3 separate regions of the Mus musculus genome follow, and regions 1 and 2 are each linked to region 3. Evidence: chromatin contacts called from public Hi-C and HiChIP or PLAC-seq data. All regions are on one chromosome and are shown on one strand. The core of a region is the stretch at or near the end of the contact, and the rest is flanking DNA. Distances in the headings are between cores, read along the strand shown.

Region 1 (4,033 bases), core at 620-3,119, 600 kb before region 3:
GGATAAAGAAAATGTGGTATATATACTCAATGGGGTTTTATTTGACCAGAAAGAAGAACATGAGTGTGTAATTTGCAGGAAACTAGATGGCACAAAAATTCTATTGGACAAGATAAGCCAGACTTAGAAAAACAAATATTCTATGAGAGAGAGACCATTGAGAAAAGGAAGGGGGTCCAGTATGAGCTGAAAATGGAGACATGGGACAGTAATGGATGGGGGGGAGATATGATCAAAGTACATTATATACAAGCATGAAAATGCAATAGTGAACCCACCACTTTGTTCAGTTAATGTACACTAATGAAAACTTAAAGTTTGGGATGTTTTTCTTTTGTAAGCCACTGTGAGAAAAAAAAAAGAAAATTAACAGTTATAAAAGTTGCCTGTTAGTCAGAAAAGTATCAGATTGTACATAAAGGAGTTGGCTGTCTCTACTAGCATGCATAAGTAAGCTTTTTAAAGCGATGGGCTCTTTTAGAAGTCATGTTTACTTGGAAATGTGTGTTCAAATATTAATGGGCATTGTTATGATCAATTATTTAAAGTATCAAATAAATGGAAAACTAGCATAAATATCTTAGAAAGTGAATATCTTAGAAAATTACTAGTAAGTTCTGAGACTTTCTAGTGGATGCCCATTAAAAGTTCCATTTGTTGATATTATTGTTGAATTTGTTTGTTTATTTGAGACACAGTTTCACTACATAGACCAGGCTAACCTTGAACCAAAAGAGTTTGTTCAGAGATGGTGAATGCCACTAGGCCTGGCTAAAGGTTTGGTTTTTGTTTTTCTAAGTAATGCTGTGTGTTGGAAGCATTGTGAAGTAAGTGAGTTCAGGGGTAGTGCTCCTTCCTCATCAGTTCTTACATGAAAATCGAGTAAGATGGATAAAGTGCTTAACTCAGAAACCAATGCTAAATATGTAGTAAAACACTATCCATTATTGACTTTATTGTACTTAAGATACTCTAGTGCCTGTGCATGGGTAAGGATTCCACTGTGCTTCTGCTAACATCATTTCCTTTTTAGTCCTTATGTTACAACTAGGTGAGACCTTTCCTTATCTGATGCCTGGTGGACAGTTGAGCCTTTAATAGGTGCCCAATCTAGTAGATCTTCTTTGAAAGAGTAAATGAATGAGAATTATCATATTTAAAGAGTTTATAGAATATGTTTCACTATAACAGTACTAAACAATCCTCTTCAAATAAATATGTTCGAAGACTAAAAGGGGTACGTCTTCAGGATTGGGTTGGTTCTTAGAACTTCTCTTCAGGGCTTGTTGAGTGTGAGGATTGTTTCGGATCATTAGCAGTGGCTAGAAGTAAAGACACATTGACAAAGAAGAGAGCCAGACCAGGCCCCGGCATGAATTTCCCATTATACCAACATTCCCACAAGATTCCCATGGTGCGATCTTGTCCACTTTTCTCCTCTAAGCTTCAGTTTCTCCATCCGTGACGATGAGAAGAAGGCACCTAAATATGGTCTCTCTTTCCTGTTGCTATACTCAAGTGCATCTGGGACACCATGGCACATGTCTTCCAGGACAGTGCCAGGTCTCCTTCCAGCCTGCCAGCATCAGTTGTGAAGACTGCATCTCCCCCCGAAGTGATGCCAGCTGGAAAATTGTGGAATGGAATGTGCCACCTGCGCTGGGATTTGGAAATCCAAAGCATTATTGCTTTGAGATATGAAAATGTTTCTGCTGAGCTATGCGAGTGAGTGGGCTGACAGTGCCAGCCACCGCAGCTTACACTTGGCCTGAGAAAGGAGGCTCGAGCCTCCTCTGCTAATGAGAGTAGAGCATGGGGAGAGAGAGCACCCTGCGTCTTTGCATTTGCTCTGTGAATCATGGCCTGGTGATTCAGCAGCCTAAGAAGCAACACACCCATGAAGCGACAGAAAGCCAGCGTCACTGCGCTCTGCAATGCTAGGCCTTTCCCGGTCCTTGTTTCACAAGTGCTCCAGAAAGTAATCAGGATCTCTGTTCGACTTTAGTGTCCGGTTTTGGGGAGAATTACCTTCTCGCTGTAAAGAGGGGTGGGAAGGAACGTGGTCAGCCTCTGTTAGGTTTTTCCTAACAGGATAGGAATTTAACACAGGGCAAGATGAGCAACAACCTGCCTTGTTGATGCTGTGTTGTTGTTGTTGTTGCTGTAATATTGTTTTAGGGTCATGTCGTTCACACTGTCTTCAGATTTGTGATTTTCTGGCCTCTGCCTCCTGATGCTGGGATGACAGGTGTGTGCTATTAGACTAGGATCTATTGTTAGATCTTGAAGTAGTCAAACATTTCCTTTCTGTGAGCCTGCTATTAGAAGTTAAAAAGCCCCTAGGCAGAATCTTCTCTTAGAAAGCTGAGAGGAGATGGTGTTCTTGTTATAATGAGAATAAAATTACAAGCCTTTCATTAACTGCTATGTTAATTTATACCTGAAATAGAACATTAGGGGCTAGGGATGTACCTCATGGCAGAGTGCTAGCCCAGCACATACAAGGCCCTAAGTTTGTTCCAAAGAAGCAACAAGCCCTGTCCCCATGTTCCAAAAAACAAAGAAACAAACAAGCAAATAAAAACCAATTAAGTTAGAATTCAGCCCTGTCATATGTTAGAGTAAGTGTTCATTATAAATGTTTATTTTTTACACTTGTTTGAGCTGAGCATAAGATAAATACAGCAATTCCCATAACAGCAAAGTTCTTGCTATAATGTTCTTTACCTGTGTCTTTTTATCTCTGTCTCTCTGTCTCTGTCTCTCTCTCTGTCTCTGTCTGTCTGTCTGTCTCTCTCTCTCTCTCTCACACACACACACATACACACACACACACAGTGGGAAACAGAATTGGCTCACATACATATGGAGATTAAAAAGGTCTCAGATTTGCAGTTGGCAATCTGGAGACACTGGTGCGCCAGTAGAAGTTTCAGCCTGTGTTTAGAAGCAACTTGGTGACAGTCTAACAGACACACACACAGAGAGACACACATACACACACACAGAGAGGGAGAGAGAGAGAGTTAGAAGACAATATGCTTTACTTAGTCTACTGATTCAAATGCTAATCTGATCTAAAACCACTTTCACGTGTTAAGAAATACTGTTTAAACAAATAACCGGGCACCTAGTACCCTACTCAAGTTGACACATGAAATCATCTGTCATAGGCATGAGTCACATAAAGTAGAAAGGAGTGAGGGTGAGCTGTTGAACAATGGGACTTGTAAGCTCTTTGAGAAACACATATCCTTCTCAGGAGGCTCATGATACGGCGGGAAGGAGGAGAACGTAGCCTGTCTTTATACTTCATAGGTTCTTCTTTTTCACACCCTTTATCCCCAGCCCCCAGTTTCGCCACTATCACCAGATAGGAGAGAAAGAAGGATAGTGGGGGGAGAGATCCATAAATCTAGCTTCTTTCCTATTGTTTCTTCTTTGAGCATGACTACTAACAACTGAGACCATCAACCAACAACCACATCTCTTAGGGCTCTAGCATTTATATACCCTCTGAAAAGTTCCCAGAATTTCAATTGTAACACAATCACAGAAACTATTTGCAGCTGGTAAAATCACACTTCTGCTAAAGCACGAGGCAAATTATGGTCCACTGCTTCGGACAGTCTGAAGCAGCCCCATGTCCCCACACCTGGGATTAAAATGAAAACACATTCTTATAATATTTCTGTATTTTTAAAGAAACCAAAATTCCAAAATTGTCACTACAGAGGTAAATATGTGGAAATTTAGCTAGTGACACTAGTTCATGTCTACTTAAAATGACAAGTGGATGGGTTTCATATTAGGCTTTATTTAAATAAAAAACTATTTCATGTGTATGGGTGTTTAGCCTGCCTGTATGTCTATGCACCATGAGCATGCAGTGTCAGAAGAGGTCAGAAAAAGGTGTCGGATCCTCTGGAACTGGGTCTACAGATGGTTGTGAGCTGCTATTAGGTGTTGAGGAACTAAGAGCAGCCTGTTCTCTTAGCCACCAGGCCATATCTCCAGGTCCTCATATTAGGCT
Region 2 (3,666 bases), core at 517-3,016, 770 kb before region 3:
GGAAAGGAGAGGGGAAGAGATTTAAGCTTGAAGAGAGGGGGAGAGGGAGGTGAGAGAGGAAGCAGAGATGCTGGGCAGAGGTAAGAGAACGGAGAGCCATCTTCCTGGTCTCTGGGCCCAGGAATCCATTTATGACTGTGTTTCTGTATGTCCTCTGCTCTGTCAGAGGAGGCCAGGACACTGCAGGTCAGCTCAGACCACGTGTTCTCAAGTCTTCTAAGTGCATCCTCCATTCTCCAGAGAAGTGTGATGGGAATGGTTGCCATGGGTACCTTCAGGGCAGGATGCAGTTAGTCCTCGCTGTGTTTGCTGCTGTGGAGATTCAGGGGTCCTAACTCAGTCCCTATTTGTGGAATTCAAGGCCTCCAAACTGGCTCAGGTTTGGAAGAGGGCATAGGATTGTGCTGTCCCTCGGGAGCCTCGTGCTAAGCCTGCAGATCACCCCTATTTTCTTTCCTCAGGTAGCACACATATATCGTCTGTGCTGCCTTCATTGATTGGCTCCCTGAATCATTCCCCCTTGGGCTTCTTTCCAAGGGTAATAATCTCCATCTGGCTTCTGGCAATGATTGCCACCCCCTGGCCTCCATTGTTCCAGACTTCAGTCATTTGTATTGTGCCATCAGTCCTGGCTACATGGAAGATCTGTCATTAAATTTTTGTTTTGTGGGTCACGGGCTTGCTATGGAGTATAGCCTGGTCTCAAACTCCTGTGATCATATGATCCACCTGCATCAGCTTATTATGTGACTAGTGCATGCTACCATACCTAGGTTTTCCTGTTTAAGACTCAAACTTAAAGACATTTCCCCCCTGGGTCTTGCTACAGCACCAACTCCCTTGAGTAATCTGTTTGCCAAGTGCAGATCTTAGGACCTGTCAGTTTCTATAGTATTGTAAGCTAGTTCTTGGTGCTTGTATTCTGTTGGTTTTGTTTCTCTGCAGACTCCGACACATCATCTTCCTTGAGCATTAAAAAATAATGATTTTGCTTGTATTTGTGTATATGGTATATATGTCCGTGTATATACATGTTTGCATGTGTGAATGCACATGTGAGCGCTAATGTGTAAGCACCTAGAAGCCAGAGGTTAACATTGGATGTCTTCTTTGATCACTCTTTACCTTATATTTTGAGGCAGAGTCTCTCACTTGAACCCAGAGCTCGTTGGTTTGGCTAGTTAACTAGCCAGCTTGTTCTCATTGATCCTGTCTCTGTCATCCAGGTACTGGGGTTACAGGCAGGCTACAACGCCTGCCTGGCATCTATGTAAGAGCTGGGGACCACTGAGCCATCTTCCCAGACCTTCTGCGTGTTCTCATCTTCTCCTCTGCAGCTTTCCTTGGCAATGACAGCTTTACTTAGGGTGAACCATTGCTCCTCCTGTGCTTTCGAGAGTAAATGTACCATAGAGCTCCGTTCCTGACTGCTCTTTCCCGAGGGTTAATTCTTGTCTTTTTTGAGAGTATGCTTAGAAATTACTAAACTCTCCAGAATCCAGCCTTACCTTTTTGTTGTTGTTGTTGTTGTTTTTAAATCCCCAGGCCTGCTAGCCAGACATTGTTACTCTCCTGTTCTGCTTATGTCTGCGGATGCATGCTGTCCTGGTGTCTCTCTGGGGGTGTAGTCTCTTTCCTCACCAAGCCCATTTAGATGTGGGTCTCATGGCCAGGAAGGGAGGATCATCAGATCCTGAGGGACAGCTCTTGTTCTGGCTGGCAAAAGGCTGGGCTGCTGCTGCTGGCTTAGAGCTTCTCAGGCAGATACTCCAGGCCAGATGTCGCCAGCTCAAGTGTCAGATGACCCCTCCCCCACCCCTTTTTTAGGCAGGGTTCAGCTCTGGCATATGGGTTTGTCTTGATTGCATAGTTCATAATCTCTGGAGCTTGGCCCTTCTGGGTATGAAGTACAGGATCTCATCTGGCCTCTGTCTACTTGCCATAGATGACATCTTTTTTTGTAGGCTCTTGGGGTGGGGGGGGGGCGGTCTTTGACTTTCACAGGTAGTTGTCAATGTCAGATTTTTACTCAGCAGTCTCTCTCTCTCTCTCTCTCTCTCTCTCTCTCTCTCTCCCTCCCTCCCTCCCTCCCTCCCCTTCCCTCTCTCTCTCTCTCTCTCTCTCTCTCTCACACACACACACATACACACACACAAACATTTAGTAAGGTTATTCTTTGGTTGGTCTTGTTTTAGAGATAAGGTCTCACACCATTGCCCAGGTTGGCCTTAAATTCCCAGGCACAAGCTATCCTCTGTCTCAGCCTCTGGAGCAGCTGGAACACCAGGCTCTAACAGTAACGTATTTATTCAGCAAGCATCTGCAGCAGGCTCAGTTGTGGCTCCTCTAATATCAATCGATCACAGACATCTGAGGGTGGCAATGGGGTCATTGCAGATATGATTCAAAGTCCTCAACATGAGCTCATACTCCAGAGGAGTATTATTTCAGGGGAGAAATGTCTTTCCTCACGAGAGAAGGGAGGAGGATTTGGGACCCAGAGGACATGGGAAATAACACCAAATAAAGGTGAACTCAGACATAGAGTCTGAAGCCCCAGGCTTCTTCAGAACCCATGAGAAGAAAGACAATGAGCAGACTCTGCCTCAGAACCCCCAGCAGAACAGGCATGGAGACATTGGACTTCTGGTCTACAGAACATTTTTCTGCTCCTATAACCTGCCAAGTTTGTGGTAATTTATTATGGCAGTCAGGAAACTAACCCTTCATCTAATTGTATTGTCTCTATGGCAACAACTTGCCTGCACATCTCCCATGCCTCATATGGCACGCCAGCTAGAGCATCCTTTCCACACACGAGCCCCACACCAAATCCCTTCCGGTGGACTCGTAACACTCAAACCAGGGTCACCTCATGCTTGGGCCTGTCTGTCCTCACCTTTTAGTTAGTCATCTGGATCAAGGTCCTACTCTGTTGTCTGTTTTATCAGACTCCCTGGACACTAATTGCCACCAATCGGGCTCTCTGAACAGCTGCTGAGATGGAGTTGCCATGTGGAATATTGATCAGGGATCAATAGCTGCGGAGGGAGAGGACTTGGGAGAGGGAGAAGTTGAACTATGATGCAGACCAACAACCTTGGTTGATGCCTGCAGAGCTGTGCTGTAGTGACTGGAGCAGGCTGGCCCTTGGGTCCTTAGCTCAGTCTGCAGTGCAAGTTCGTCTCCAAGCTGCCCGTGCAGGAGCTGGCAGCAGGGACAAGCCACTCCTTGAAGTGGCATCTGGACAGTTCATCCTCACATTCATTACATCAGCATGGAGACAAACGGAAACACCCTCCGGGGACAAACGAGAAAACGGAGGTTAAGCGGCCAACAGCCCTTTTCAAAACACACATTTCTGAGAAAGAGTCAATACCCAAAGCATCGGTGTTAACTAACCTCGGAGTTTCCTGAGCTTCACCTCCCTGGGTCTTCTTTAGGAATTTTCACTTGATGTGTATGGGTGTTTTACCCGCATGCGTGTCTGTGCACGAAGGGCAGGCAGTGCCATCAGAGGTCAGAAAAGGAGATCAGGTCCTCTGGAACTGGTGTTACGGACAGTTGTGGGACACCATGTAGCTTCTGGGGAGTCAAATCTAGATCCTCTAGAAGAGCAGTCAGTGCTCTTAACTAATTAGCCATCTCTCCAGCCCCAACTGCTTC
Region 3 (3,756 bases), core at 494-2,993:
GCTGTGGTGCAATTAGGCGGACATGTCTGAGAGCTCTGTCCTAGAAGAGGCAAGAGTGGGGCAGATGAGGAGGACTGCTTAGATGTGCATATCCCTACCCCTCTTGTTAAAGTTCAATCTCACTTTGAAGCCCAAAGATGGTCTGGAGGTCAGGATCCACTGCATATATTTGCCCTGTTCTCAATGTGGCCATACTGAATAAATCTCATTTTTACCCCCTGTTCTTACTAGGGTACTTTCATTGGCTTATTGAGGATGGGGGGCTGACCTTCAATTCTTAGTGTACAAACCATGGTTCCAAGTTAGGCAATGACATCACAGGTGGCCTTCCTCCTCTCCCTAACCCGATAGCCTTGATCTTCAAATCAGCCCACAAGCACTGGTTTATCACCTGCCCACGCCAGCAGACAGGTGTCCATCATCAAGACAGACTGCTAGTGTGCCCCAGCCGGGGTGCTTTGAAATCACATCCACGTGGTCCTTGACTTTCCCCCTGCCAAGATGGACTCTTTCTATTCCCATGGTGCGGCCAGTACTCAGCGGCTCATCCTGTTACGACGCAGTAACAAGACCAGAGCCGAGGGTGTAACCAGCACTGGCTCCCCTCCTCTCCATACTGGAAGGCTTCCTTTGTGGGCAGCAAGCCTTCTTATTGTAGGCACTGAAGCCATTTGAACAAGCTTGGGAGGCAGAGGCTGTCCTCTGTATTGCACTGCAGTCTCTTAATATGGATGGAGACAAAGCCTTTTAGTTAGATTCCAGAATCACAGACACAGCTGTATAGAATGATAGTCATTTGATTCTTTTCTTTTTAAAGTCACTCTGGAGTATTTGTTATGCAGCAATAGATCACTCATACACTTTCCTTTGGGGACTCGGTTTTGCTCCTCTGTAAAATGGGGGTAAACCACTTTGTCATGTCTAATCCAAGGAAACAAAATGACAACAACTACCCTGACGCCTTCAGCACCTTCTGGCCATTAGGACTTCTCACCTTGGCTCTCCTGATTGAAATCAAGGTATGTTTTGGGGTTTTCTGCTCCTGGCGAATCATGGACAGAACCCTGAACTCTGATGATGTGATGTTGGGCTTATTGTCCAGCCATGTCTTGACATCACCGAATGTCTCCAGCTGCCTCCGAAGCTTTGCCCTCTGATTCAGCCAGACCTTCTTGTCCACTGGTAGCTCCTGGGTGTCGCTAGTATCCAGAACTCTGAAGCTAGGCATGAGTGGGAGGGGAGCTTCAGGCGGAACTGTGGGCCGGGCTGGCACTTGGTCCTTTGTGCCAGGCACAATGATGATCCTCCGGCGGCTCTTTGGCAGGCGGAAGTCTTTCTGCTTCAACTGCCTGAAGCAATGGGCAGTGACTAGCTCAGGTTTGAAGACAGGAACCTTGCTGGTGGTTTCATCGAGGTCATCTTCTATGGAGGTGAAAGAGTGGTGGGACCCTTGGGAGAAGAAGGTTACAGGGTGACTTCCTTTTTGGAAGAGCACTAAGAAGAAATGAGGGAAGGGGCTGTTGTAGGAACTAGTTGTGTATCAGGGTGCCTGGTCCCTGGCCTGGCTGCATCACTGCATCACAATGGTAAGGAAAACGGTGTTAGCTAACATCACCTGCACACACCAACAGAAGACATGAAGCCAAGGGCTTTTCTACAGTCTGATTCCTATTACACTCTGCATGTGCTCCAAAGAATCTACCTCATTCTGTCTGACCATCCTAGGTATCACAGCACCCTCTGGTGGGGGCAAAGGCTCTGAGCCAGAGAGCTTGGGTCTAAGTGCTGGTCTGCTGTTGTAGGAAGTATTCAATCTCCAGCAGGGGCTTCTACCCTGTCTTTGATTATCCTGTTCCCAGATAAAAGAAACACAAGCTTTATATTTATAATGCCTCAATCATCACTAGAACCGGGTAGATATCCCCTCAATGCTATTAGAATCTATGTTCCCTTCAGTAAACCAAGTCATAATTTGCCATGTTCCATCTGGGTAGCTCTTAACTCCAATTGGCTAGCCCTCATGTGTAGTCTCCCCTCCCCCAGCCTGAAACCTGCTTGCTCGGGGTGGAGCTTCCTGCTCATTCGTTCTGCCACGCCCACTGCTGGAACCTGAGGAGCCACACACGTGCACCTTTCTACTGGACCCGAGATTATTCGGCGGGAATCGGGTCCCCTCCCCCTTCCTTCATAACTAGTGTCGCAACAATAAAATTTGAGCCTTGATCAGAGTAACTGTCTTGGCTACATTCTTTTCTCTCGCCACCTAGCCCCTCTTCTCTTCCAGGTTTCCAAAATGCCTTTCCAGGCTAGAACCCAGGTTGTGGTCTGCTGGCCGGACACAACAATTGGCGAACCAACGCGGGACTGAGAAACGGCAAAGGATTTTTGGAAGAGACGCTGCTGGTTCGGAGCTCCATAAAATAAAGGATAAGGGAAATTCATACCGGAGAAGGTATGGGCTAAGCTGAGACAGCGTTAAACCCGAGCGCTGGTTCACTTAGGTTCAGCAGTGAGGAGCTGGGTAATAGGCGGTAGGCCGTAGCTCTCCGAAGCTACATGAGGTGTGAGAAAAGAAAGGGTTTATTAAAAGGAATAGGCGGATTGCCCCAGTTAATAAAAAATGCATCATAAGGGAGGAAAGTGTCCCCAAAAGCAGAGAGAAATTTCTCTCTGGGCCTTATAGCAAGAGTACTCTGTTCCCTTTTGTGTCTTGTCTAATGTCCGGTGCACCAATCTGTTCTCGTGTTCAATTCATGTATGTTCGTGTCCAGTCTGTATGAATGAATGTTCTATGTTTTGTGTTGGATAATAAAGATGGTATAAAAAACTTTATCTGCAAAGCCGAGAGCCACGTGTTTCAGCCAGGAATCAGACACGTGGCGAGAGGGCCCCTGCTGGAAAAACTGTTCGTTTTAGGAAATAAGGGCGAGTGCACAGCCTCTAAGTTTCAGAGTAAAAAAGCTAGTAAATGGTTCATGATTAATGTGTTTGACAATGGTAAAGTGTTTTTTATTTTTATGGTTGTAGCTACAAAAATTATTATTCTCTGATTGGTCTAAATGTAACTGCTTCATTTGGTTCTTTTTTATTGATAATGTGCTCTGAGTGTTTTCACAATCAGCTCATAAGTTGTTGGTTAAGATTAATAATTGTTACATTGCTACAGATGGTTAGTGTTAAATTTAATAACTCAAGTTTAGAGTCCTTCCGACACATGGCATAAGGCAGCCCAAGAGGCTGGGTCTCTAAAGATATTTCTAGTTTAGGTAATAATTAATGTGGTTCGTATCCTAAATAGTAAAATTTAAAATAAGATTTAAAGCAATGTCTCTTTATTAAAGCATTAAAGCTTGCTTTAATAGGTATTCATAGGTATTAATTGACATCCAAACTTCGTAATATGATAGTAATGCTTCTAATATTGATTTTAAAGATAATAAATTGTTTTAAACTTGGGTTTTGCTTTCCCAAGGTTACAGGTATTATCCTAACCTTGCACAAAAAACTTAAAAATTATGGTTAAAACTGCTATTGTTCCATTGACTGCAGCTTGCAGTTTGACTTCAAATTTAAGATCTTTAATTCACCTGTATACTGTAATTAAGATAATTACAAGAGTAATCATCTTATGAGAGCGCTCATACAGCTCACTTCGTACAAAACTGTGACAGAGTTATCTAGTTATGTTTGTCTTTGTAAATAGATTAGACAAACAGTTTGGTTATAGTTGCTGCCTGGCAGGAAACTGCAGTACGG

Evidence for each region. A called contact is a pair of places that touch in the nucleus more often than the background predicts. HiChIP or PLAC-seq counts read pairs in DNA pulled down with a chosen protein or histone mark.
Region 1: a contact with region 3 is called in an HNF4G HiChIP or PLAC-seq map of pancreatic cancer cells. The contact joins two enhancer-like sites. A contact is called at or near these places in 2 of 39 promoter capture datasets (cranial neural crest and liver), 2 of 484 Hi-C or Micro-C datasets (CD8 T cells and the N1E-115 cell line) and 1 of 115 datasets of contacts at active chromatin or transcription factors (pancreatic cancer cells).
Region 2: a contact with region 3 is called in a Hi-C map of the N1E-115 cell line, with 5 times the contacts expected there. The contact joins two enhancer-like sites. A contact is called at or near these places in 1 of 39 promoter capture datasets (hippocampal neurons) and 1 of 484 Hi-C or Micro-C datasets (the N1E-115 cell line).

Annotation. Positions count from the first base shown.
Region 1 is chr6:115,219,717-115,223,749 of GRCm38.p6, forward strand. All of the region lies in intron 1 of Syn2 (synapsin II), which reads left to right. Among named protein-coding and RNA genes, the nearest start is that of Timp4, 30 kb to the right of the region's middle. Within about 2 kb of position 1,870, at least 43 of the 459 cell types and tissues checked have an H3K27ac peak or open chromatin away from gene starts, as enhancers often do. A contact at or near this core is called in pancreatic cancer cells, where this site is marked.
Region 2 is chr6:115,055,080-115,058,745 of GRCm38.p6, forward strand. No RefSeq gene overlaps it. Among named protein-coding and RNA genes, the nearest start is that of Gm36190, 5.5 kb to the right of the region's middle. Within about 2 kb of position 1,767, at least 15 of the 459 cell types and tissues checked have an H3K27ac peak or open chromatin away from gene starts, as enhancers often do. A contact at or near this core is called in the N1E-115 cell line, where this site is marked.
Region 3 is chr6:115,822,263-115,826,018 of GRCm38.p6, forward strand. Efcab12 (EF-hand calcium binding domain 12) reads right to left here. Exons shown (of 9, transcript NM_001110506.1): 2 at 995-1,449; 3 at 1-40. Among named protein-coding and RNA genes, the nearest start is that of Efcab12, 14 kb to the right of the region's middle. Within about 2 kb of position 1,744, at least 116 of the 459 cell types and tissues checked have an H3K27ac peak or open chromatin away from gene starts, as enhancers often do. A contact at or near this core is called in the N1E-115 cell line and pancreatic cancer cells, where this site is marked.